Regions from separate parts of the Mus musculus genome. Here regions 1, 3, 4, 5, 6 and 7 are each linked to region 2. The links are chromatin contacts, called in public HiChIP or PLAC-seq and promoter capture Hi-C maps. All regions are on one chromosome and are shown on one strand. Each heading gives the region's core, a stretch centred on a gene start, on an enhancer-like site or on the middle of the called end of the contact. The rest is flanking DNA. Distances are from core to core; before and after follow the strand shown. Region 1 holds the start of Thrap3 (thyroid hormone receptor associated protein 3). Region 2 holds the start of Meaf6 (MYST/Esa1-associated factor 6). Region 3 holds the start of Trappc3 (trafficking protein particle complex 3). Region 4 holds the start of Stk40 (serine/threonine kinase 40). Region 5 holds the start of Adprhl2 (ADP-ribosylhydrolase like 2). Region 6 overlaps Oscp1 (organic solute carrier partner 1). Region 7 holds the start of Sh3d21 (SH3 domain containing 21).

Region 1 (3,613 bases), core at 1,000-3,499, 1.1 Mb before region 2:
GTTTGCAGTATTTTGCACTAGGCATGGCATGTAGTAGACATCCAGAAAACCTGCAAACTGAAGTTTAAATCGAAACCGAACGTCTCAAGAGGAATTACAGAGTATGCAGCTCACAGGAAATGCTTCACAAGTGGGGAAGTATGAATTACGTAGAATACTACTGAGGCCAGAGAGCTTACAGATTGAGTTGAGCTTGGCGACTTTTCTCTCGTGAGAAAAGTTTACCGATCGATGTGTGTTTTGTCTGCTTTGGCCTGGTATGTGGAGAAATTCATCAACACTCATCATCCCTGCTGGGGCTGCTCTGGTGCTGCTGTTGGTGTTGGTATGCATGACAAAAGCTGATGCACATGAGAACTGGCTCGTCTTGGGACAACCAGATCTTGGGGTACAGAATTTAGCATTTAATACCAAACCAGACCGACCCTAACATCTGTTCTCAAAGAGCTCACAGTCTGCTGGTGACAAAACAGGTGCTTTAGTAATTATAGGTGTAGTCCCTGGGCAGCACACCTAAGGAACTGTCTAAATGGCGGCAACTGCTTTCCCACCTCAGCCATCACGAAGTACCACCACAGCTGGGGCATCAAGTCTCCAGTGTCCGTCAGGTCAAAGCCGCCTGCAGCTGGGAAGGTCTTCCTGTTCTAATCCATGGGCTCAATACAGGAAAGAGGGTGGGGGAAAGCCACCAATCCCTGAGCTCCCCAAGTTCAGGACTTGAGATCCCACCAATCCTTACTCCGGAAATCTCTGCATGCCCTGAAAAGCCCCGCCTCCGAATAAATCCTATATATATAACCCCTGTCCTTCGTTCACTTGCCAGGAGCAGAAACAGCCACTACTCTTCGAGTCTTTGTTCTGTACCCCAAACCCTCCCAATAAATCTGCTTTATGAGATTTGCTGCCTGGTATGGCTTTCTCATTGGAAGAAGCTAAGAAGAAAAGAAGCCATGAAGAGAAGAAGAGAAGAAAGATCAGGGCTGAGGCTCCCGAGCTGCAATGCCTCTGCTGAAGAGGCTTCCTCTCAGAGCGTAGCGGTTCCTGGGCCTTCCGAATCCCTGGATACCCTTCCTTCCATCTGAACAGGAACAGTTTCAATAGCTACAGCAGTACAGTAGCTCGTAAATGCATGACAGAAAAGGTGACGTTTGAACGCTTACATGTGCAGGATTCACTAAGGCAAGCAAGTGCAGAGAAAACCAAACTGCTCTAAAAAACCTTAGTGACCATGTGAGAAACAGCCTCGTAGTGACTTAACATCTGTAAGCTCAGCAGTCATGAATGAGGCTGAGACGAAAAGGCTGCCTTGAGTTTAGGGGACGGCCTGTGCTACCCGGTGATTTCCAGGACAGCTTGGCATACAACGGGAGATTCTGTTCTAAAAATTAAAGTTAACAAAAAACAAAAAAAAACAAAAAACAAAAACCAAGGAGAAAACACAAATCCCAGGGTTTCACTTTCCAGGACATTTGTGGTTCCACAGGTACTAATATACTTCCTGGGCCCATGTTCTTAAAAAACTTCTCTGGGCCAAGTTTGAGGCCAGCCTGCTCTACCTAGAGTATTTCAGTATACCGAGAACCCTGTCTAGAATCCCCGCTCCCCATGAAAAAAATCCCCAAACTAAAAACCTCTTTGGGCTCTTATTGCCATTAAATGGGACAGGAGGTGGCTGTAGGAGAGACCGAGATCCAACGGACTTCTGGGTCCCCTGAGATCACACTATCAAAACAACTCTTCTCCATTTTGCGTTGCGTTTTCTGGGTTCCGGGTGATCAAGTGCCTTCCTTTGTCGGGGACCTCCCAACAACTCTGTGAGGTACAAATTATGAGCCTCACTTTATACAACGATCTGTTCAAGGTCAGAAAGCAGGGGAAGGGTAAGGCACAGAACGAATGCCAAGAGGCCTGATGGCCACCAAACTAGAGACTTTCCGGGGACGTAAGCAGAAGACGAGTGGGTGGGGCTCGGGCCCTCCCTCAGTCCCCCGGAGAGGCCTCTCCAAAATGGTGGGGGCAGTGGCGTCAGCAACGCCCGGGCCCCTTCCGTCCACCTCCCTCCCTCTTCCTCAGGCCACCCAGGCGGGAGCGGGGGGAGGGGGGAACGGAGGCGCAACGCAGTCGCCCACGTGACCGCCGATCTTCGGGCGCGTGACGCAAAGCGGCGGGCCCAACGCTCGCTCTGCCTTGTGGGAAATAGAGTTCGAGAGGACGTCCGGTGAGTCAGGAGAGAGAAACCTAGGACTACATTTCCCAGGAGGTAGCGGAGCGAGGCGGTAGCCGCCGTCGTCGGAGAGCGGGGACGCGGGGCGCGCTAGCGGGCGGGGGCGAGCTTCGGGCCGGTTGTGCCGTTGCGAGATTGCAGCTGTAGTCGCTCCGGCCGGTCAAGGTGAGTGGACGCAGTTGATGGGAGTGAGGACAGCTCAGCTAATCTCTGTGTGTTGGGGTTTTCCTCTTTTCTGGGCGCCGGCTGGGCCCCGGCGAGGGTTAGGCCTAGCGTGCGGCGGCTTCCTCCACGCTCGGCCCGGGCCTGCTCCGAGCGGGCCCTGCTCCATCGGCTCCTCCCCCTCCCCGCCCTTCTCCGCTTCCCTCCGCTCCGGCCTAGTTCTCCGGGCTCCGGCCGCCTTCTCTCTGAAACAGCTTGCACACTTCTGTGCACTGTGCGGGAACGACGGCTTCCACCAACTCCATCTCCCCCCCGCCCCCCAAATCCTGTTTTACGAACCTCGTTATTTGAATTTTTTTTTTCCGGGAACTCTTGCACGCCCTTCCCCCACCAGTCTCCATTGGCCTGGTTCTGTCTTCTAGGGCCCATGTGGCTGCTAGCACACTAAATGTTAGTACTTCTTCTGTGTTTGTTTTTTTTTTAAACTTGTTTGTTCTTTTGTTTTGTTTTCTTCCTCTCTTGGCCAAAAGAGGCCTATTCCAAGTTTATTTCCTATCGGAAAAATAGTTCCCACTTTCTTCCTTTGGTTGCAAGTGAGGCCGACTTGCGTTCCTTCGGTGATTGGCGTGTGCCCTGCTGGTGAGAAGCAGTTGTGTCCCACACTTAAACAACTTTTCTCTTATTTTCTTTGCTCTTGTGATTCTTAATGGGTGGAGCGTGGCGGCGGTAGTTGGCGGCAACATTGGTGGCCCAGAAGTTGGAAGCCATCGGTGAGAGTCCTATGTTAACGAGGAGCTTGCTAATTGGATAGAAACAATATGGCAAGGACGTTATAGGACAGAGCCAAGAAAGACGGCTTTATCAGCTTTTGCGTTTAAATTTCAGTTTTTACTTTAACGTACTTAAGTTTTTTTGTTTTTTTTTTTCTTTTTCTAAAATGGCAGTGCACAACCCTGGCTACCTTTAGTGTAAATATTCAACGAAATTCACTGACGGTTAACCCCTTGTTACCGGGTATGGGAGTTTTCGATTGTGGGTCCTAAGTCGAAAGGCATGTATCCAACTGTCTTTTTTCAGATCTTTCCTAGTTTTGTTTGTGGAAATACTGTCCGTGTGTAGTCAATCCTATTATTTAGACAGCTTAGGTGTATATATTATTCTGTATAAATGTTAAAGACGGCTGGTGCCTTGAAACTTGTGGAGAAAAGTTGGTCTTTGTAGTTTTTA
Region 2 (3,520 bases), core at 636-3,135:
ACAGTGAGTTAGCAACTCATGAATACATGGGAAAAACACTAACTGGTCATGCACATTCTCATCTCAGTTTTCCTACAGATTTGAAAAATTCCTCACAAGCGTAGGCATTTTTATACAATCGCATGACTGAGCTGACAGTGGTAACAATGAACTTGGAGGTAGAACAAAGATCGTAATGGCACAGCGTGGCTGATGAAAATGTGGAAGACAGTTCGGTCACAGGCTGTACTTCACTTACACCCACACATCCCTGCACCATGGGCCCTATTTTCTTTCATCACAAATACTGGCTTCCCCAAGGTTTCTCCGTGAGCCGTCAGAGTACAAGTTCAAGCTTAGACCCCATTCCACACTACGGCTCTACCATCTCCTTGCAGAGTAAATGCCAAAAGCAAATGTCCCAAGCTGGACATGACAGTCCATACCTTTAAATCTATCAGTCAGAAGTCAGAGGGAGAAAGAGCTATGTGATCTGTGAATCCGAGGCCAGCCTGCTTTACTTAGTGAGTTCCAGGCTAACCAGGGCTACATAGTAAGACCATGTTTTAAATCAAAACAAAAATCCTGCAGCCAAATATTAGTAGAGGATAAAATGGAGAGATACTATTAGATTTTTTTTTCTTCCAGACAGGGTTTCTCTGTATAGCCCTGGCTGTCCTGGAACTTACTCTGTTGACCAGGCTGGCCTCGAACTCAGAAATCTACCTGCCTCTGCTTCCCAAGTGCTGGGATTAAAGGCGTGCACCACCAGTGCTCAGCTAATACTACTAGATTTTGACACTCACTTTTGATTGGTCAAATACCGATCCCAGCCACGGATAATATTGCCATACATCTGAGTGTCTTCCAGGTAGCTTCCTTCAAAAGCATATATCTGTCTCTCCAAGTTTGCAAGTGTTTCCTAGGTGATGAAAACAGGGACAGGGAAAAACAAGCATTAAGCAAACTGAAATTCCGTCACAGACTTGTAAAGTCAAGCTTACCCACAATGAACCATTTCTGTGGAAGTGTAGGGGTGATGGACCCCTTTATAAATAGAATGAAATGTATAGTCTATCCTCAGAAAATGCACACACATGCAAGATTTTGCATCTACTTCAGAGGCAAAACCTAGCTGTCACGAGCAGGGATGAGACAGACCGTGAGCTGTCTCCATTCTCACTCACTAAATGTGTTGCTACCAGCAGCGAGAAGGGTGAACAGCTTTTCAAAAGCATCTCTTCTACATCAACTGCTTCCTCCCTGCTAGCTCTGGAAGGGCCGCCCGCAGTGGATGCCGGTTGCTATGGAAACCTGGAAGGGCAGCTTCAGGTGAGCTTTGCCTCCCGGATGCTCGCCGTAAAAGGCGGGAGCCTACAGGGCAGTCAGCAGGGTGCCGGCGGCTCCTGGTGCGCGTCACCAATCCAAATTCCCTAGGCTGCGTCTTGGGTCTCCCGCCAGCCCCGTTCCTTGGCATCCTCAAATACACCACATTCCCCGGCCATTGAAACGCGCCGCCCATGGAATCCATCGTGCATCTTCTCCAGGCCGGGGTCTAGCCGCCTCCTTTCCAACCGCTAACCCGACCTGAGCGTCGTCCCCGCCTCCTGCCTCTCGCCCTTCCCGCGCCCTCACCGCCCCGCCCCGCCCCACTGAGCGCAGGCCGGGAACCGCGCCGCCGCAGGGAACCGCGCCGCGCCCGGCCGCCCAGAGCGCCCAGACCCTGGCTGCCCGCCGTCCTCGCCTCCGGAGCTGCCTGCGAGGCCAAGTGGGGACGGCGTCCAGGCCTCGGCCACTCACCGCCAGCTCCTGCTTCCGCTTAACCAGCTCGGCCAGCTCCCGCCGGGTGTCTGGGATCTGCGGCGGCGCCGTCTTGTTGTGCATCGCCATGTTGGGCTCAAGCGGCGGCGGAGGCGGCGGCGCGCGACCAGTAGGCGGACCCTGCGCACTGTCGCCGCTGGCCGCCAGGGGGCGCGACCCCCCACACCGCGCCTGCGCGCGCGGCTTCCGGGGAAGCTGGCCGGCTCAGCGCGCGAAAGCCGGCGCGGAGAGGCGCTTGTACGTGTGGGACCTTCCTTGCTGCTCCACTGTGGGCCTCTGAGCTTAACAGACACCCACAGACATTCACTACATCGAGAACCCAGCTGCAGCATAGGCCTGTTGAGTATTCCATATGTCTCCCGGCAGACGAGGTCCTTGCAACACCACCCAACTGCAGGTGGAAAACCTGAGCAAGGTTCCGCCCACCAACCGGGTTGCAGAGAAGATCCCCAAACCAACATCTTGCTGGGTTTAGCACAGGCAAGCAGATCTCCTGTTGTACGTGGTTTGCCGGAGGGGAAGGATTATGAAAGAATTAGCTTCTATCTTCAGATCCAGAACTGTATCCAGGCTGGTATTGAACAGAAACAGACCGTGAGTTTATCGTCCTGCCTCTGCCTTCCCACTGCTGGGATTCCATGTGTTGAGCATGCCCGCTGTTAATAGGTGCTGGGGATGGATCTCAGGACAGACGAAGCAAGCACTCTACAGGTACACCCTGAGCCCACCTCTGCATTCTCAGTGCTCAGCAACGTCACTCGTAGTTTAGGTGGCGTTCTTTGCCCCCATGGGTGGATGTCCTTGGGTTTCTATGCCCTAGATGTATATTGTTCAACAGGTATGAGAAATTCTCAATTTTCTAAAACTCCTCTTGCCTAATTTTCTCTCTCACAAACCTCTTCACTAATCTCTTGTTCCTCTCCAGTAGTACATGCCTATAATTCTAGCACCCAAGAGGCCGCGGTAAAAGAAGCAGGAAGGTCAAGGTACTACATAGTATTTGGGCCAGTAAGACTATATAAGACAGTTTCACCACCACCCCCCAAAAAAGAAAGTCAAGGCTGTAGATGAAACTCAGTTGGTAAAATATCTGCCTAAGCCCAAGCTTGCACAAATCCCTGAATTTGAGTCTAGCATCTCTTCCTTTCCTGCCAGCCTGGCCCACAGAAGAACCTCCCAGGGCCAGGCATGGTGGCACATGTCTTTATTCCCAGCACTCAGGGGACTCGAAGACAGACAGGACAGCTGTTTTGAGGGGGAAAAAATCAAGATGAGCCTCAACTACACAGAGAATTTGAGGCTAGCCTAGGCTCAAAAAAATAACAATCAGACCTTGGAAATTTTCTTTTTATGTCTATGAGTGTTTTGCCTGCATGTATGTCTCTGTACCATATGCATGCAATTCCCAAGAAGACCAGAAGACATCAGATCCTCCTGGGACTGGAGGAATAGTTGTAAGCTGCCATGTGGGTGCTGGAGATTGAACCAGGGTCCTGGGGGAGAGCTCTGATCCATCCTCTCTCCAGCTTTTCCCCCTGCCCCGTTTTAATGACTGAGTCCCAATTTGAGATGCCCATATATTTATAGGTGTGAGATCATCCAATGGAAAGTGATCAACCTACCAGGGCCCACACCTTAAAGCTGACTCTTCCCCCACAGGAGTCACCCACTGTTGATAGCTTCTTAGCTAGGGATGGAGGCTTGGGCACCTCTCTCTCCT
Region 3 (3,486 bases), core at 966-3,465, 1.2 Mb before region 2:
TCCCATTCTCATAGGACACAATGAAAACAAAAGGAGCAGGTTAGCCTGGTCTACATAGCAAGTTTAAGGTCAGCCAGGGCTATGTAGAGAGACCCTGGCTCGAACAAACCACATCAATACTGAGTCCAGGAGAAATCAAACAAATACTGATAACAGGATACAAAGACTAAGGAATAAGTGTCTGCTCCCATCACCAAGGAAACACCATCCATCCCCTTAAATTTAACACTCTTTCCTCTAGTCTTTGGTACCACAGCCCCCATTTTGTAGCTAAAGAAACTAATAATCACTTGAAAATGCCAAGGAACATGTGTATATTTTCTTCTAGATGACATTGTTTTCTAGCACAAAACTCTCAACTACTGTTATTTCTTCCAGAAATCTCCCCCATCGTGTGTATGTGTGTGTGTGCATGCTCGGTCCCCTAAAACTGATTCTTAACTTACCATCCCCAGAGTATGCTGAGGCCCACACAAATCCCTGGAAAATACAAACAAATGTGTGTATATGAAATGTGTGTATATGATGTCGGGTTTTTGCATTTTGTGTTTGCGGTGCTAGGATCCAACTCAGCTTTGATCACTGAGTTCGTGTTTGTGTAATTTAATATTTGTGTAGAGATGAATCATTGCTGTCATTGTGTCTTGAAAGTGGTCCGAGGGTTATAAAGAACCAGCCTAGGGACTTGGAGATTTAGGTCAGTGGTAGAGCGCTTGCCTAGCAAGCACAAGGCTCTGGGTTAGAGTCTCAGCTCTGGGGGTGGGGTGGGGTGGGGTGGGGAAGAACCAGCCTGGAATAACAGGGATTCCACCTGTGCTGGCTGTTCCTGGTATAAGACACAAAGTCTAATCATACTGAATCATACTGTCCAGAGTGGAGTACATAGGTTTCCAGATCTAGTCAGCAGGCAGGCAACCTCGGATTGGTCCCGCTGTTTTTTGAAGTCTGAATTCAGAGTATCCTGCATATGCATCCTACCACTGAGTTACCTCCCAAACCTGATGTGAGCCCCACACCCCACGTCCCCAACACTCTGTGTGTTAAAAATAGTTTCAAGTAGTAGCTTCAAGTAGCCTACGCTGGCCTCCATCTTATCTCGGGCTAAGGACAACCCTGAATTCCTGACCCTTTTTCTCTACCATCCGAGGGCTGGGATTACAGGCATGCATGAGCAAGCTTAGTTTACGTGGTGCTGGGAATTCAACTCAGGGCCTTGTGCATGCTAAGCAGACACTCTACCAACTGGAGCTACAGTTCCGCTCCCAGATGTTCAGTTTGAAACTCCAAAGCAAAGGCACAGCATGGGCAGTTCTGCAAAAGAATACACTAAAAACAAACAAACAAACAAACAAAAAACACTTGACAAGAAAGCCTCTTTCCTTGGGATTCGGAGAAAATTGATATCCACCTGACTCTCCAGACCCAGTCCAGCCCAGCCCAGCCTTTTGGGATTATATCCTGTCCCACTACTCCCAGGTTAGGGAAGGAACCACAGTTATCCTCTCAACCATTACAGGGGCCACTGAATACTTAGGCCGGCTCACTCCTTAATGTTAGATGGCAAGTCCCCTTCTGACAAGACCACTGTCTAAGTCTCACAATGCCTAAAGCATAGTGAAAAGCTGAAATATTCACTGTAGAAATGGAGGGGCATGGGTTTAAATCCTAACTCTTCCGAAGTGTAAATCTGGATGTCCCATAAACTTCACTGAGCTGTAAAACGCCATAACATTATCCACCTAGAAGAGGTTACCTTGTGATAATGACATAATGGAAGCAATAGCCTAGCACCAAACGCACAGTAAGAGATCAGTAAATGGTTGGTACTGTTATTGATTACCGTCGCTGTTGTTGGTTTAGCACTCGACCCCGAGAGACCTGGGTGTAGCGGGCGGAGGGGCAACTCAGGGGTCCCCCCAAGCTGCCCCAGCGCCGGACGCCTAGGGAATGACCCACACTGGGACTTCCCCATCCCACAGCTCACAGCAGGACTCATTTGACAATCACTTGGAGCGCCAGCACCAGGCCCCTTCCCAGGAAGCTTCGATTCCGCCCGGCCCGCCGGGTCACGCGCTCAGTTACCATTTTCTTGCTCTCCGTGCCACGGTTCGCCTGCCTCGACATGGTGCCCACCGTTCAGTGCCGCCTCACCTCACCTCCTCACAACCCAGATCCCAGACCCCGGGAGTCGCCGATTCAACCCAGCCGCGGCCCCTCAGCGTCTAGGACTGACCGGCCCCTCCTCACTGCGCCTGCGCGGTGTGGCGCAGAGGACCCCGGGACTTGTGGTTCGGCTGACCAAAGTCAGACTACAGCATCCGGCAGTTCTACCCGGAAGTCCCACCCGTGATTCAGCTCGAGCTGCAGCTCCGGAATGCTACCAGCGCCCGGGTGGCTGCACCATTATGGCCGCTAGGTGGCATCCGCACCTTGTGGTAGTCCTACATTGTCCACAGAGTGTCCTTATTTTCCTCCCCCACGACTGGCACTGTGATGTTCTGCAAATTCTTCTCTCTCCCAGACTGGTCTTGGAAAGTCCCTATTTCGAACTGTTTTCTGTTGCTGCAGATCAGCTCCAGAAGCGCCCAGGATGTCCTGAAAAACTAGCGATGGCTCACACAGAGGTCTAAAGTTCATTATAAAAAGTTTGCATGACCACATATTCTATGTCAGGATAGTTAACGGCTTTCTCTTTCAACTGCCATCTGTTCCCAAACCCCAAACACAGCCAAGCCCTGCATCCTTACACTTGTGGCCTTTTTAACAAATCCAAATCACTTACCGTCCCTTCTCTAGAACAGCTACCCTGCCTAGTTCCCAGAAAAACCAAGATGCCGGCTGTGGTGGCACTCAGTGCCGAGTTCTAATCCCAGGCTTGCCATCTGAGGCCAGATGCTGAAGTTCTTTCAGTTGCTGTAAATATTAATGAGACATGAGCACAGATCGTGGGCACAGAAAAGGCACAGAGGAAATGTGATTCCCTTCGAGCTACACTATCAAGACAGTCCAACAGATCCAAACACAGCCCAACAATCGTTGAGGAATGTGCTAGCTGACCAAACCCTTCTTACCCTTCACAGAGGCAAAGCCCTGTCATCACTGACCACAGCCCTTTGGATTTGGCTCCGGCCGTCTCTCCTTAGTGGTCAGCCCTGTGGGCACTGTGCTTGGAATTCAGGTCTCCTCGCTTCAGCCTGCTTGTCTGTCTCTGCAGCAACTATATACTGTTGTGTACCACCCGGCCTTCACCATGACAACTGCTCTGTCCAGATACTGAGCCAGCTAGGCTAGGAGAAGGCTGGAGGGGGGCAAGGGTTTCTCCCAGTCTTTCCCTGAGGTTATAGGACCAATCATTATTATAGCCTTCTCCCTGTAGTACAGACATTCCGGGGCCTCCCTAGAGGCAGAGATCCCTGACTCTCCATCCTGTGGCACGACCTCAGGAGGCTGCATGAGGGTCTCTAGAAGGGAGCAGAAGAAGAAGAC
Region 4 (3,723 bases), core at 547-3,046, 1.0 Mb before region 2:
GCCTCTTGTGCACTAGACACAAAGTTCCAAATGATCCATGAGATGTTCATTTTTTTTTATTAACTTATATTGCTTTACTTTGTGCCCTGTCGGCTTCCATACCACTCTACTGACACAGCTAAGGTTGTCTCTCTCTGACTCTCTGTACTTCTCTCCAAATAGCATCTCCCATTTTACATGACTAAGCCTCCCTCCCCCTTTCTGTCCTTCCAGTCACTATCCTCCTGTCACTACTGCTCAGGCTTCCCAGACTGAGCTAGCAGCTTCCCCACTGGGCTCCCTCAGCATTCAGTTTCTGTTGCTTTTGTAGATCACATTTCACCTATCTGCTTGCAGGTCAGTTTCCTCTAGCTGGACAGTGAACTAGTTCGGATAAGAACCTCTTTATTAGGTGTTAGCGCAACTCTCCATAATGACTCTTTTTACCATGGCCAGTGGTTTGCAAATGAGGACGAATACAAATGACCCAAGGTCGGGCAACCAGAAAGCAGCGGCACCAGAATCTGAATTTAAGGAGTCCAGAGCAAGGTTGACACACACTTTTAATCCCAGGCTTTAAGGAGTGAGCCTCCAAAGCCTACGAATACTACACAGCACTAGGCTCTACAGGCAGGGCCCTTTTGTTATGAGAAAAATGAATGAATGAATGAATGAATGAATGGGGACTATCTCTGGCAGAGATAGTCTAATCCACAATCAAATAACAGGGCCTTTAAGGAGGAACTCACAACGTTGTTTATAAATAAGGGCTATAGGATTTTGCTCTTCCTTATCTCATGCAAAACTACTCAGCCGAGAGGGAAAGGCGCCCAGCCCAGCGTGACTACCCTCTTCCTCAATGATTCTCAAAACCAGCAAAGCCAACCGGTTTCCTCCAGTGACTTAAAACAGAGCAAAGTCTATCCTGCCACCGAAGGTGGCTGTCAGCTCTTCCTTCTGCCAACAACCTGGGGGAGTGGGGGTGGACGGAGAAGCCACCGGGAATCCGAAAGCTCCTACCCAAGATTGAAAGGTGGGGCCAAGCATCGTAGGAATGGGCGGGCCTGACCAGGATGGCAGGTGAAACACTGACCACAGCAAGCTCTCCCACGGTGAAGACCGGCCCAACGTGGATCTGGCAAGCAGGTTGCTGTGACTCGCACCTGAACGCCGCCCAGGATGTGAAAATTCCCCAGCAGCGATGGTGTTGGTGCCAACGGGTGAGGGCTCCAGGAGGAAAACCTTGGCTGGCTCTCCTTGGGGACTCGTTCTAACTTTCAAGTCACTCTCTAGGTCAGGAGAGAAGCATGGAGAGGAGGAGCGGGTCTCTCTGGGAGAAAAACTAGAGCGGGCCAAACGCCGGCTGCTTCGATGACTGGTTGAGTGGGTCTGGGCAAGGCGAGCAGTGCCCATTTCCCAGGGCTGCGGCAAAAGACCGAGGCTCCCGGCAGCCGACGCCCCCGCTGCCGGGAAGGACAGACCTCCAGTGGCGGAGGGGGAATTCACTATAGCCGTTCTGGTCGCGCCGGTCAGCTTCGGGCTGTCACCGGGGTCCCTCCGCCACGGTGGCCCGCCCCGCCAGCACGCAGCCCCCACCCGGCTCCGCGTCCCGGGACCCCGAACTCACCTTTCCCGGGGAATCAGCGCTCCTTGCCCATAGTCCGCAGCCCAGAGTCGGGGCTGCTCGGCGCTCCGTCCCGGGGGCCGGGGCCGGGCCGGGGGCGTGGGAGCCGCTCACCGCCGCCTCCCAGCGCAGCCGCCAGAGCTGCCGCCGCCGCCTCCCTCCATGGCTGCGGCGCCGCCACCTGACAACGGAAGTGACGCATAGGCTCTCGGCCCCGCCTCCCGCCCCCTCGCCTGAGTTTGGGGTTGGTGCGCCATCTTCAGGATGGGCGGAAGCCTTCAGGCAGGAAGCCCAGATAAGATCGCCAATTGGTTCTGGGTGGAGTCTGGGTCGAAATCTGTAAAGTGATTGGACAGTCAGGGGGCGGTACTTACCGCTAATCTACATCTACAGTGGGACTGGGACAGAGGCGCCGGTCCGCCTTGGCTCTGCAGAACCTCACCGACTTATGCTCTCCTTGCTGGGGTTGGGGACGTCTCTAAGTGGTTGCAAAACCCGCCAACTGCACTGCATTCTTTAGAAAAGTAGTCTTTCTTTGCTCCCCATTTCTCGGCTTCTGGAAATTTGTGTGGGAAAGTGCTGAAGTTGGGTACAAGAGAAGTCAAGAATTGGCTGTCGCTACTGTCACAATTCATTTCACTTTAGGCCCTTCAGAAACCCCAAAGATGGCCAAGTTCATCTTGGACATCCCTAGAGTCTTGTCCAGGGAGATTGCAGTGAAGAGTTCCAATGAACGACTTCAGCCGGCTGTCTACCTCACTCCCTCCTGCCAGTTTCCGTCCTTTCTCCTCCTTCAGCAGCCACGCCCTCCATGAATCAGCTTCTTGCACCAGCAGATGAGCCCTTTAAAGGGATTGCATCAGTCTGGTGACTCACTGGGGGCCCTCGAAAATCCTGGCTTCCGTCCACTGCCGTGTAGAAGCGGCCAGAAGGGCTCGGTGGCAGCAGTACCAGCGGCCATAGTCCCACTCCTTTGTCTCAGAGTTAACAAGTGTACTTGATGACACTCTTCCCTCCCCTGGGTCATTCTGGATCCACGTGTAGACACACGTGGACACGACTAAGCCCTGCTAGGACACCGAAGGCTGGTCTTCATAATGAAGTCCCAGCCTGAATCCTTTCTTAATGTCTTTGATTGGCTTGGTGGCCATTCAGCTGCAGATAATGCTGAATAACTAGTAATGATACCAGCTCCTAAGGCCCTGTCTTATGCAAAATGAGGCACTTTTAGAGACCTGTTAACAAATGCAGAAGGTAGCACTCAGAGAGAGAGGGTAACCTCTGCCGTGACACCCAGCTAATAATGGCTGGGCTGTGGTTTGAAGAAAGTTTCGTGGGTTCCAAAAAGGCTAGAGCTTGAATCCCCATTGTATCACTTACAAACTAGGTAATTCAGTGTAAATCCTGGCTGCCCAAGTGGGGATAACACATTACACCAACCATGGGAGGACCCAAGGAGTTTCACATCCAGCTAACCACACCCTATAGATGCCCACTGGTCTCAGTCGGGGAACCTCTAGGAGGCACGTGACTCAAAGGCAGGCATCCAGAAGGCCGGCCCACTTTGCTCCTCTCTCTGACAAAGTGAGGAGAAAAAGGATTCCGGAAGCCCTGCCTTTGACAGGGATGAATCTTGGGTTTTCCAGTTCACTAATTACCAGTAAGATGAATCACTGGGCGCTGACACCACCATTCCAACTCCTGGTAGGCTCTCAGCTGACTCAAAATATAGAAGTTTTAACAAAGCAGAGGAGGAGAAAGTGCCAGCCAGAGGAGATTAAAAAAAAAAAAAAACTGTCATCAGGACACCAACTCATGGATCTCTGGGACATACATGGGTGGTGACAGTCTCCTGCTGGCTCTCCAACTCTGGCTCACTGGCAGATGGTGCTGCCATAACAAAATGACACCTGTCACAACAGCTCAAGATGGCTTCTTGAAAAGAGATAGGCAGATTGGACTATCACAGAAGGAGGGGAGACCTCACCCCCAGGAGCTTCTTCAGACTACAGAACCCCAACCCTACTTAGCAGCTGGGTTTTGGCTTCTTTGCGTCCAAGCTTCAAGGCCTGAGTATGGCAAGGTTTGGTGTTGGTTTTGCTTTTTTTTTTTTTTGGTAC
Region 5 (3,510 bases), core at 903-3,402, 1.2 Mb before region 2:
ATCCCTGCAGTCCAGTGAGGCTCGCGTCCTGGTCCTTGGGAGCCATGGCTCCAGTGTCTTCTCCTTCTCCAGTCTCCTGCAGGAAATTCGGCAGCAACTCAACTCTGACCACCGGGACAAAATGGAGACACTGGAGATCGACAGGGGCTGCCTCTCTCTCAACCTCACTTCCCCAAACATCTCTCTGAAAGTCAACCCCACACGCATCCCCAAAGAGTAAGACCAGTGTTTCAGTCAGTCCTTTCTGTGTGCCTTGTGTGTCCCTGTGACCTCCATTGTTTCCTTGTGTGTCCCTAGGACCCCATTGTTTCCTTGTGTGTCCCTGTGACCCCATCGTTTCCTTGTGTGCCCCAGTGACCCCCATTGTTTGCTTGCCTCCACAGCTCCACCACACTGCAGCAGTGGGATGAATTTACTCGATTCAACAAGAACCGGGCAGAGGCCGAAATGAAAGCGTCCATAGAGTTGAGGGAAGCCATTGCCCTAGCTATTGCTCAGGTGACTAAGCCCAACTCACCTCTGTCTTTCTTTCCACACTGACCACATGTTAGCCCTTCCCTGACTTCAAACAGCAATCTCACAAGGCCATGACACCCTCTTCTGGCCTGGCTCACCCTCCTCATGCAGACCAACAATGAACTGGACGCTCAGAGGGTTGCAACAGAATTCACCTTCAGGAAGCGGCTTCGGGAAATGGAGAGTTTTTACAGTGAGCTCAAGTGGCAAGAGAAAAATGTGAGTGTCACCACCACCCCCTTACCCTCCCCCAACCCCACCACCCTGCCTTTCCCACCATGCTGTGAGGCAGGGCATAAGGAACCCTGCCCTGAAGCTTCAGTTGGGAGCCCTAGTGTGAGTCTTGCCGGTGGAGAACAGTAATGTCTGCCACAGACCTTAGAAGAGATAGCCGAGCTGCAGGGAGACATTCGGCGCCTGGAGGAGGACCTGCGTAGAAAGATGATGAACTTGAAGCTTGCACATACCCGGCTGGAGTCCAGAACCTACCGGTCCAATGTGGAGCTCTGCCGGGACCAGGTACAAGGGGCCCCGGTGGGGACCACCCCTGTCTGCTAAGGAGACCTCAGTATTACCCCTCTTCGCACGTTTCTTGTGGAACAAGCATTCTGGTCCAAGGCAGTTATGCGACCAGCTGAAGGGTCTTGCGGCTGAACTGAAAACCCCATCCTGCCCCTCTGTCTTCAGACACAGTATGGCCTCATTGATGAAGTCCACCAGTTAGAGGCAACCATCAATACCATGAAGCAGAAGCTGGCCCAAACACAGTAGGTTTAGAGAGTGGGCAGGAATAGTGGGGGGCACTGCTCAACCATGGGGCCGTAGTGCCTGCTGGTCTCTCTGGGCTTTATGCTGGTGAGATGTCCTGGCCCCTGCAGCCTGATGTAGGGCTCTGAGCTCCCGATGCTTTGCGTTACAGGAACGCTTTGGATGCCCTGTTCAAGCACCTGGCCCGGATACAGGCTGATATCGCGTGCAAGACCAACACCCTGCTCTTGGACACCAAGTGTATGGACACCCGACGCAAGCTGACGGTGCCGGCTGAGAAATTTGTGCCCCAGGTGGACACCTTCACGCGCACGACAAACCGCACACTGAGTCCACTCAAAATCTGCCAGCTGGAGCTAACCTAGGCTTTGGCGGCTGAGGGAAGACACAAGATTGGTGGGAGGGGGGAGTAGTGAGGGGACAGTAAAATAATAAAAATGGAGTTCTCAAGCCAGGCTCTTTTCTGCTACCCCATGAGAGTGGCTGACCGAGTGAGACAGTCCACTTGAGCGATGGAGTCGCCTAGACTTCATAGGGGTCGAGTCCAAAGCGACTCCAGAAGGAATACGGGTGTAAAGATACAGGTGATCGCCCGCGGGCAGCAGTGGCTTTGAGTGGGCAACATTCTTGTTCAGGTGCTTTTCAAAGGGTCCTCCGCGGGATTTTAGGGAGCTGTCGGCCGCATTTGTGGTGCCATTTACAAATGAGAAGGTAGGGAGCGCCAAAGCGAAGCGTGCGAGTACTTATGGGGCGCTGAGACTCCCAGCCGTTGAGTGGCGCTGTGGGGTAGGACGTAGGCTGAGACTCCGGGCCACAAGGGGGCGCTGTGGGGCCGCGGGGAAGAGACGACCAAAGAGGCGGCAGCATCGATGCCGGAAGTGGCGACTAGTCCGCGCGCGGATGGCGGTGGCTGCGGCGGCAGCAGCTACAGCGATGTCGGCGGCGGGGGGCGGCGGGGCAAGTGCGGCCCGCTCCATCTCGCGCTTCCGAGGTTGCCTGGCGGGCGCGCTGCTGGGAGATTGCGTGGGCGCTGTCTACGAGGCACACGATACCGTCAGCCTGGCATCAGTCCTGAGTCACGTCGAGAGCCTGGAGCCGGACCCGGGCACGCCGGGCAGCGCGCGGACAGGTGGGCGGGGCACCACCGATCGGGTCCCCACCCCTGGGCGAGGGGACCGAGACTCGGGGGCGCGCGCGCAGACTAGGCTGCCGAGGTGGAGGCTCCTGCGGCGAGCTCCCACGAAGTCACGAGGCTGAAGGCCCCTGGATCGAATCGGTTTGCTCCAGCTCTCCGTGGTTGTAGGTCTCCAGCCATGACCACATTCAGAGCGCAGGCCTCGCCTAAAACCTTGGCTAGAGCCAGTTCCCGCGTGGCCAGTTCCGTCGTGACCAGCTTTCTCAAACTGCTGGCCCGATGTGGGCGTCGGCGAGGGCTGTCCCTAGCCTGTTAAGACATGTCCCTTCCTTTCGCTTGCAAACGCAGCTTGTCCTCAGATTCCAGGTCAGATGTCAGTAGAAGACTTGGTTCTTCTTGAAGAGCATGTAACATAGTAGAAGGGGGCCGTCGTCAGAACCCCAGAGGACTCCACGAGTTAAGAGGCATTTAGAGGTAGGGGAAGGAGCGAGGAAGGACGGGGTGTGCCGAGAAGTAGGAAGGATGGTAACAAAACCAGAGGAAAGAATTTCAAGACTAGGACACTGGTGTGTTACAGAAAAGTCAGGGTAGTCTGGACCCAGAAAACCATGTCGAGTTGGTCGAGAACATGGAAAACGGGTGTTAAAGGAAGCAGAGATAAGACAAATTTTATTTCATTATGGTTTGGTAAGATGGAAAAAAAAAAGGTGTGTTTTAGGTTGAGTGGTAGTTGGGACCCTGTGGCTGCAGGAAACACATTTTAAGAGGGTCTGAGTGGAAAGAACTGACAGAGTCCAAAGGAAGTTCTGGCCTCCAGCAGTGCTAAGTCCAGGAGTTCAACTCCTAACTAGCTTGCTTGGTTCCTCTTGGCCTTGAGTTTCCCTTTGGGGGGAGCTCACTTTGGCAGTCTCCTTTTCCTACAGTATGGTCCCAGTAACACTGCAGAAGAGGTTCTCCTTGGGGCTGGAGAGATGGCTCTGCAGTTAAGAGCACTAACTGCTCTTCTAGAGGTCCTGAGTTCAAATCCCAGCAACCACATGGTGGCTCACAACCACCTGCAGTGGGATCTGATGCCCTTTTGGGGGTGTCTG
Region 6 (3,958 bases), core at 1,377-3,876, 1.0 Mb before region 2:
GTTGCTCTTTTGTCCTTACAGGCACGCATAGGACGCTGGTCCCTGCAGGAAAGACGCTGTGGAAAACCCGCAATGGCCCAGGAGGCGCCCATAGTCATCATTGAGTTGAGAATAATGGGGAAGGTCTGGGTTAAGAGCAAGAATATATTTTGCTGAAAATACAGAAATGTGTGTGGCTTCAGAAATGGATGCTCTCCGAGAGGTCGTCACAGTTTTTTTCTGACTTAAAAATGGACTAGAAGGTGCAGGCCTTGGTTGGAATCCAGCAGGGGCACATGAGATCCCCAGCCATCCGTGTCCAGGGTGGTCTAAGGCAGTCTCTTGAGGGAGGGCTAGGGCGTGCCCATCTGCATCTATAACCTGTCCATCATGGCCAGCAAGTCGTCTCCCTTACTGGTGTTCTGCTCCAGCTGCTCTGTGATCTCAAACTCACCCATGATCCGGGCCAACTCCTCATTCCGTTGCTGGTCCTGTGGGAAGTGTGGAGAGAGGAGAAAAGGAGACGTCTGCAGGGGCGTGTCCTTTCTGGGGCAGGAAGTACTTAAATTATCATGCCATCAAGGGTTCAGCTTTGGGAAAAACAGAATAGGGTGCTTTTGATGATCTTTTGGCTTGTTTTGTTTGTTTGTTTGTTTTTTGAGACAGGTTTCTCAGTGTAGCCCTGGCTGTTCTGGAACTTGCTCTGTAGATCAGGCTGGCCTTGAACTCAAATAGCTGCCTGCTTCTGCTTCCCAAGTAAAATAGAAGTAAAGGCGTGCACCACCACTGCCCAATTTTCATGAAGGTTTCTTTTTATTTTCTGTGTATGAGTGTTTTATCTTCATGTATGTGTGTGCATCATCTGTATGTCTAGTGCCCACAGATCCCCTGTAACTGCAGTTACAGATGGTTGTGAGCCACCATATGGGTGCTGAGCACTGCTCTTAACCACTGAGCCATCTCCATGCTTGAAGAGCAAAAGTTTTCCAAGGAGGATAGTGCTGAGGAGGATAGGTCCAGAGCCCGTGAGGCCCCTCACATACCTGTGTAGCCTGTATGCTGATGACTTCATAGGACAACTCCTCCGGCCTGGACAGTGCTGCGTGTCTACAGGAGGCAGGAAGAGACAGGCCTAAGGTTACACGGTTCATGATTCCTCTTCCTAGTACGGTGAGCCACCTCATGAGAACATGGACACCTGTTTTCTCTGTGTCTCCTTCTGCCCTTTCACACCCCCCCCCCATCCTTATATTTCAGAAAGTCACATGTTTTTGCTTATCTGCCAACACTCTCCCTCTCTTCTCTCAGCAAGTTCTGAGGCCCAGGTCACATGGAGGCCCCTCCAATCCAGAGTGCAAATCAGCCTCCACTAAGACATCTGTGGTCCGTCAGTTTAAATGACTTGGGGACAGCTGGGGGTCCTACACTCCATATCTGTGTGTGTTCATGAGTGTGTGCCCGCGTGCCATGGCAGGCACGTGGGAGTCGGGGATGACCTGTGAGCGTCGGTTCTCCCTCTGTCCCGGAGCTGGAATGCAGGTCCTGGTCTTAGGGCCTTTAACTGATGAGCCATCTTGCCAGCTCAGTCCAGTCATCTCCTAACACATCCTAACACTTCTTGTTTAGCTTCCTTTTAGAGCTTTTGGGGGAGTGACTTCAGGAAGCCCCAGGGAGTCTGTATTCAGGGCAGCATGGATTGCTGGTCACTGGTGACTTTTGCATCTGTGCTTGTGTGTATTGGTCTGCAGTTGTCGTGTCTGTGTTCTTATCCCACGTAGGGGTTTATATGTGTATTTACACTCCATCTAAGCCACAGGGACAAGAATGCATTATATATCTTTAAAGAACGGGTTTAGGACTGGGGAACTGTCTTGGTTTGTGGGGTACTAGACCCAACATACACAAAAGCCCTGGATTTGATCTCATATAAATGGAGTGCGGAGGCACACACCTGTAATCCCAGCACCTCGGAAGCAGAGGCAGGAGGATCAGGACTTTAAGGCTACATAGTGAATTTGAGGCCATCTGGGTTATATGAAACCCTGTCCAAAAAAAAAAAAAAAAAAAAAAAGACAAAGGAAAAAAGAGAAAAGAAAGACAGACAGACAGACAAGCAGGCTTAACGCATACTCCTCTTCCTCATCGGTCGTAAACAGATTCAGTCGGAATCCTGGTTCAGGGCCACTCGGCTTCTTGATCTCCATCCCTCCCATTAGCCTGGCCAAGAAATTCAGCTCTTCTTTGGCAAGAGGGTTTGGAACAATGTTTTCCTGTAGAAACAACGGTGTGATTTGTAGCCACACAGGGCAAACACATTTCCTGCCAAGACCCCAGAGACGCAGGGAAGAATTATACAACAAAGCAAAAATAATAACAGCTTAAATTATTTCTGGGTACAACTAATGCACAGAAAGCAAGCTTAGCCGGAATAATAAAGCAAGCTCAGCAGCAGTGGGACTCCAGCAAAGAAGCAAACCACAGACTTTCAACTCTGAAGCTTAGTGGAATGCCCCAGGGACCACACTTCTCAGACTATCTTCCTCCTCGGGAGGAGAGAAGGGCCCTGCTTCCTCTTCAGTCAGGTCCAGTTCCCTCTGCCAGGCGGCTCCTGTCAGGCCTGCAGCTCAGTGGGTACCATTCTGGAGGAACTCCCATACTGCCCTCTGGTGGTGACATCCAGGAACACAGTAGGCCGTTCCTCTCTCACCACCCTTTCTAGACTTTACCTTCTTACGTGGATCTGGGCTCTACTCTTCACTACTGTCAATTCACTACTGTCAGTTACTGAAAACACACTCTCTTATTTCTGTCTTGCTTGAAACAAAGTCCCCTGACTACCGCATAAAGAACAAAATGGAAGCCGGGCGTGGTGGGGCATGCCTTTAATCCCAGCACTCAGGAGGCAGAGGCAGGTGAATTTCTGAGTTCAAGGCCAGCCTGGTCTACAAAGTGAGTTCCAGGACAGCCAGGGCTATACAGAGAAACCCTGTCTCGAAAAACCAAAAACCAAAAACCAAAACTAAAAAAAAAAAAAAAACAACAACAAACCCCAAAAAACAAAATGGAGGCCTGAAGAGATGGCTCAGTGTTTAAGAGGACCTCTTCCAGAGGTCCTGAGTTCAATTCCCACCAACCACATGGTGGCTCACAACCATCTGTAATGGGATCCGATGCCCTCTTCTGGTGTGGCTGAAGACAGCTACAGTGTATTCACATTTATAAAATAAATAAATCTTAAAAAAATGAAAAAGGAGAAAATGGAGCTCAATGGTGGCGCATGCCTTCAATCCCAGCGCTGGAGGTGGGGTGGGGTGCAGAGGCAGGTGGATCTCTGTGAGTTTGAGGCTAGTCTGGTCTACAGAGAGAGTTCCAGGAGTTACTCAGAGAAATTCTGTCTTGAAAAACCAAAAAACCCAACCCAAATTAAACCAAACCAAACCAAACCAACCAACCAACCAAACAAACAAAAAAGGAGTTACAACCTTCTCTAATCAGGCCCCGGTGTCGTCCTGTCCAGTAAAGCCTCTGCCGCCTGCTTCTGCGGCGAGAAGATGGAGCTATGTGGAGACTCGCTGCCGCTCCAGAAAGGATACTGTTTTCCTTGTTTTGCCTGTGCTCATCCCACCACCACGGCTGGCACCCACTTCTCCTCCCCTGCTATGCGGTGTCTTGCTTACTCCGGAGCCCTATTTCCGTGCCGCTGCCCCTGAAAACCATTGTGTTCCCTTGCCCCCTGCTCCCACCCCAGAGGACAGAGCGCACGGTCTTCTGGCGTAAGCTGTCAGTGTCTTTCCATCTCGCTGTTCGTTTCTACCATTGTCCTTCCCAGAGAACCAAAAGCCTCTTCGGGGTGGGACCACATCGACGCCAAGCTGGTACCCAACACCTTGGGACTTGGTTCCATGAACACTCAATAACTGAACAGTCCATGGTTTGTCCCAGAGTTTGCGCATACGGAACTCAGAGGGATGAAAACCTC
Region 7 (3,423 bases), core at 799-3,298, 1.1 Mb before region 2:
TCTTGATGGAGCCCTTGCCCGGGGAAGAAAGGCGCTGGGAGAGGCTGGTGGAGCTAAACAAGGAGCCTCAAGAAGATCCTGAAAACGCCACCCCACAACCCACTTGCCACACAGAATCCATCCCACGACAGCAGAGTGTCCCTGGTGCCATCCGTCTCACTGGACAGAGGACAGGACGTTGCCACCGAGCCTAGATGAGACCACACACTGGGCTCCTGCTGCTGCTGGTGGTGTGGGGGGTGGGCAGGGTAGGGAGAAGGATGCTGATGCTTGGACTTTGTTTTGGTTTTGTTGTCCCACCCCCACTCCCACCCCAATTAGAAACCAAGTTTTCTTCATTGCATTTCATTTGGAACTAAATGGGAATTTGGTTTTCAGTCTCTTCCTGTCCTGAGTTTTATTAAGAAATCCTTTTTTCTTTTTCTTCTTTTTAGGGGATATATAGTAATATTAGTGTAAAGATTTTAATTTGGGCAACTTTGACTCTTAAGAGAAAACAAAGCATGTGAATAAAAATTGAAGTGTTCACCTCAGTTTGGGACCAAACTGCTTGGATCTTGTACAAACCGGTTTTGTATGTTGAGGAGGAGTTTAAGGCCTTTCTGACCACCTCGTGTTCCCCTTTCTACACAGCCATGTATCCCGTGGAGTTGCTCCCAGCCTCCCCATGCACCCTGCTCTGTCTCATTTCTCCTGGGCTGGGCTTCCCATTCTCCACCAGCAGCTCCAGTGTCCCAACCTTTGTAGTCCTGCTGGTCTTCAGCAAGAGGAGTGGAAACTGGAGGGCAGTTTCTGGACGGTTTTCTAAGAAACTTCTGAATTCTATTATCTTTACAAATACAAGATGAGAAAATAATTTTTTCAATATTTTTTATTAATCTTTTTATAAAATGAAAAGAAACGCCTATGATTAAGGATGGTGGTTATGGCTGGGTGGTCTGTGGGGTTGTGTGTTTTTGGGTTTTTCCTTTTTTTTTTCTCTTTAACCTTACGTTTTGGGTTGAAACATTTTCAGATGTTGGGGGGCATCCTCATTAAAGGGTCCTTGTGCTTGCCTTCCGGGGCAGCGGTCCCCAGCAGGTGAACCGCTGCCTGCGCGCATCTGTTGGACGCCGACTGCACCCTCCTCCCTCCCCAGCCTTCGCTCTTGGGTTGTTGTGCATACTTCCCTTTACTTTGCTAATTTCAATAGTTATGTTGGTTTTACTTGAATGATTCATGTTTAGGGGAGAACAAAAAAACACCCTTAAATTTTTGTTTCAACTCCTCCTGCAAATAAAAACAATAAATGAAGTGGCAGATGTAAACGGACTGTGTTTGTTGCTTGTGTGAGTGACCCTGGGTTAATAGGTCCCATAGAATATACCATAGTTTTCGTCTCTGGGAAGAAGGACTTCTTGTTCTCAGTGGAGGCTGTGCATTCTGTGTTTTTGACTCCTCCAAGAACCAAACCTAGCTACCATGCCAGAAGTCAGGACTTTGGCTTCCTTGGTGCTGGGGCAGGGGTCAAGGCTGCAGTGAGCTGGCTCGGCCTTTATATGTTAACCCACAAGGAAGAGGTGAGCCTAGCCCAACTGGTAAACTGGGTGGACCCTAACCTTCAGACTCTTGCCAGCCCTTATTAAAAGTTGATTCTTGCTGCCTTTCCCCAAGGAGAATCTGCAGTAGTTATCAGAAATCCAACTAGGCCCCCAAGTGAGTCGAAGCTTCAGGGGGGGTTGAAGTTTGGAATATACCCGCCATAGCTTTTCAGAGACAGGAGCTAGTATCTCTATCTGGGGCCACTTTCCCAGGAATGGCCCCACCCTGGTATGTACCTCTTCCACCTTCCCCTGCAGCTAAGAACTTGCAAGCCAGAAGAGGGTGGGCCAGGAAATGTTATAAAAGACATAGAGTCTGGCCTAGGTTGGGAGACTTGGCTAAAGTAGAGCTCTTGGGGAAGCTGTTACCCCAGCCCTGGGCTGAGACCCTGGACTCCTCCTTCAAGAATTGGGGCCCAACCTGCTGAGCCAGGCCGCCCACTCCTACTACCTGGATCCTGACCTATGACTCGAGTCTCCGCCTCATCCACATCCAGTCTACCGCCTGGCGGCTTCGCCCGCCCTCCGAGCACCCAATGCCCAGCCTGACGGTCAGGCTGCGCAGGGAGCCCCAGAAGTCATGGGTATGTGTGTGGGGGTTCGGGGTGGGTTCTTCTAAACACTTTCCGAAGGGCAAAGTCCACGGACGTCCCCACAGCCTTTCTTAGCTCGCTTCCGCCCGTAGAGGTCCTGGTCCTGGCCAGATACCGAGCGCAGACGGAGGACGAGCTGAGTCTGGCTCCGGGGGACGTGATCCGGCAGGTGTGCGCGGGGCCCGCTCGGGGCTGGCTGCTTGGGGAGTTGCGGGGCCGCCGCGGTCGCTTCCCCAAGCGCCTGGTGCAGGTGAGGCCTGGTACGGGTATGGCTGCGCGGGGGAGCAGGAGCGGCCCTGGCCTCAGCCTCGGGCCTTGTGCCTAGTGCCGCCCCTATGTGATTTTCCCAGGAGATTCCGGAGGCCCTGCGGGGCGTCACCGAGTCCAGACCGCGCTTTCCGCGCCGTAGTCGCCGTGAGTCGGGCGCTGGGCCGGCGGGTGGGGCCTCACTGCCCGCGTGGAACATGACGGCTGTGGGTGGGGCACCCGCGGCTATTTTGCAGCCCCCTGATTGGCTTGAAGTACAATGCTCCGCTCGAGGGCGGGGCCTGAAGCTACTAAAGGGAGTTCTGGGGTCCAACTCTTCCCCAGTGCTGCAGACGGGGCTCCCTGCTCAGAGCTGCTTCCCTGCTTGTCTGGCCTAGGTCACCCCATCAACTCTCGGGACCCCCAAAGATGGTGCAGAGTGAACTTCAACTACAGCCCAGAGCAGGCAGACGAGCTGACGCTTCAAACTGGGGAGATTTTGGAAGTGATAAAGGAGGTGAGGGGTCCTGGGGGCACTTGGGGAGATGCTGCAGCTATTCACACAGAAGAAAGTGAAGTAAGGGTGGGGGCGATGGGAAGGGAGGCAGCTGGGGAGGATGTAGTCCTTGGGTAGAACCAAGGATGGACACCTCAGTTACTCTTGGACAGAACCAGATGCTCCCGCATCCTTCCCCTTCCCCAGATTGAGGACGGCTGGTGGCTGGGAGAGAAGAACGGGCAGTTGGGAGCCTTCCCATCCAACTTTGTGGAATTGCTGGACAGTGGGCCCCCAAGTGAGACCGTGACCCTGTGATCCCCTGGGACCAGACTCAGCAATCTTCAGCGATCTTCCCAGTGACCCTCCTGACCTCGTGACCCCTTTGGCCCCCTCCCTTGACCTAGCTAAATTAGCACCTCCCTAACACCATCGATTCTTCTTCTGCAGGCCTTGGAAATACAGACATACCGCCAATTACCCCAAATTCACAGAGGCCTCCTAAGGT

Evidence for each region. Promoter capture Hi-C pulls out the DNA fragments that hold promoters and counts their contacts. HiChIP or PLAC-seq counts read pairs in DNA pulled down with a chosen protein or histone mark.
Region 1: an H3K4me3 HiChIP or PLAC-seq map of embryonic stem cells shows a contact between it and region 2, with 6 read pairs. The contact joins the promoter of Thrap3 here to the promoter of Meaf6 in region 2. A contact is called at or near these places in 6 of 39 promoter capture datasets (the C10 cell line, cranial neural crest, hippocampal neurons and 3 more) and 5 of 115 datasets of contacts at active chromatin or transcription factors (astrocytes, embryonic stem cells, large pre-B cells and 2 more).
Region 3: a contact with region 2 is called in a promoter capture Hi-C map of pre-B cells, with 2.7 times the contacts expected there. The contact joins the promoter of Trappc3 here to the promoter of Meaf6 in region 2. A contact is called at or near these places in 8 of 39 promoter capture datasets (the 3T3-L1 cell line, 3T3-L1-derived adipocytes, the C10 cell line and 5 more) and 5 of 115 datasets of contacts at active chromatin or transcription factors (embryonic forebrain, embryonic midbrain, extraembryonic endoderm stem cells and 2 more).
Region 4: a promoter capture Hi-C map of pre-B cells shows a contact between it and region 2. The contact joins the promoter of Stk40 here to the promoter of Meaf6 in region 2. A contact is called at or near these places in 15 of 39 promoter capture datasets (the 3T3-L1 cell line, the C10 cell line, the HPC-7 cell line and 11 more), 1 of 484 Hi-C or Micro-C datasets (B cells), 6 of 115 datasets of contacts at active chromatin or transcription factors (astrocytes, embryonic forebrain, extraembryonic endoderm stem cells and 3 more) and 2 of 9 other capture datasets (adipose tissue and pancreatic islet).
Region 5: a promoter capture Hi-C map of liver shows a contact between it and region 2, with 2.9 times the contacts expected there. The contact joins the promoter of Adprhl2 here to the promoter of Meaf6 in region 2. A contact is called at or near these places in 6 of 39 promoter capture datasets (the 3T3-L1 cell line, 3T3-L1-derived adipocytes, frontonasal cranial neural crest and 2 more), 1 of 484 Hi-C or Micro-C datasets (B cells) and 1 of 115 datasets of contacts at active chromatin or transcription factors (astrocytes).
Region 6: a promoter capture Hi-C map of the HPC-7 cell line shows a contact between it and region 2, with 4 times the contacts expected there. The contact joins the enhancer-like site here to the promoter of Meaf6 in region 2. A contact is called at or near these places in 10 of 39 promoter capture datasets (the 3T3-L1 cell line, the C10 cell line, the HPC-7 cell line and 6 more), 2 of 115 datasets of contacts at active chromatin or transcription factors (embryonic forebrain and forebrain) and 2 of 9 other capture datasets (adipose tissue and pancreatic islet).
Region 7: a contact with region 2 is called in a promoter capture Hi-C map of liver, with 3 times the contacts expected there. The contact joins the promoter of Sh3d21 here to the promoter of Meaf6 in region 2. A contact is called at or near these places in 4 of 39 promoter capture datasets (embryonic stem cells, hippocampal neurons and liver) and 2 of 115 datasets of contacts at active chromatin or transcription factors (embryonic stem cells and pancreatic cancer cells).

What each region holds. Positions count from the first base shown.
Region 1 is chr4:126,201,346-126,204,958 of GRCm38.p6, reverse strand. It overlaps Thrap3 (thyroid hormone receptor associated protein 3), which reads left to right and starts at 2,249. Exons shown (of 12, transcript NM_001356455.1): 1 at 2,249-2,389.
Region 2 is chr4:125,083,526-125,087,045 of GRCm38.p6, reverse strand. It overlaps Meaf6 (MYST/Esa1-associated factor 6), which reads right to left and starts at 1,885. Exons shown (of 8, transcript NM_001374123.1): 1 at 1,780-1,885; 2 at 786-901. The coding sequence starts at 1,869.
Region 3 is chr4:126,261,134-126,264,619 of GRCm38.p6, reverse strand. Trappc3 (trafficking protein particle complex 3) reads right to left here and starts at 2,215. Exons shown (of 5, transcript NM_013718.2): 1 at 2,083-2,215. The coding sequence starts at 2,124.
Region 4 is chr4:126,102,030-126,105,752 of GRCm38.p6, reverse strand. Stk40 (serine/threonine kinase 40) reads right to left here and starts at 1,796. Exons shown (of 11, transcript NM_028800.3): 1 at 1,607-1,796.
Region 5 is chr4:126,320,345-126,323,854 of GRCm38.p6, reverse strand. It overlaps Adprhl2 (ADP-ribosylhydrolase like 2), which reads left to right and starts at 2,152. Exons shown (of 6, transcript NM_133883.2): 1 at 2,152-2,413. The coding sequence starts at 2,185. Tekt2 (tektin 2) reads left to right here. Exons shown (of 11, transcript NM_001357262.1): 6 at 73-216; 7 at 384-498; 8 at 628-735; 9 at 892-1,035; 10 at 1,204-1,283; 11 at 1,436-1,734. The coding sequence ends at 1,649.
Region 6 is chr4:126,084,834-126,088,791 of GRCm38.p6, reverse strand. It overlaps Oscp1 (organic solute carrier partner 1), which reads right to left. Exons shown (of 10, transcript NM_172701.3): 8 at 2,110-2,249; 9 at 1,023-1,086; 10 at 1-470. The coding sequence ends at 354. Among named protein-coding and RNA genes, the nearest start is that of Lsm10, 9.8 kb to the left of the region's middle. Within about 2 kb of position 2,626, at least 67 of the 459 cell types and tissues checked have an H3K27ac peak or open chromatin away from gene starts, as enhancers often do. A contact at or near this core is called in the HPC-7 cell line, adipose tissue and neural stem cells, where this site is marked.
Region 7 is chr4:126,161,966-126,165,388 of GRCm38.p6, reverse strand. Sh3d21 (SH3 domain containing 21) reads left to right here and starts at 2,048. Exons shown (of 16, transcript NM_001162533.1): 1 at 2,048-2,164; 2 at 2,266-2,423; 3 at 2,524-2,587; 4 at 2,818-2,936; 5 at 3,123-3,213; 6 at 3,366-3,421. The coding sequence starts at 2,161. Thrap3 (thyroid hormone receptor associated protein 3) reads left to right here. Exons shown (of 12, transcript NM_001356455.1): 12 at 1-1,307.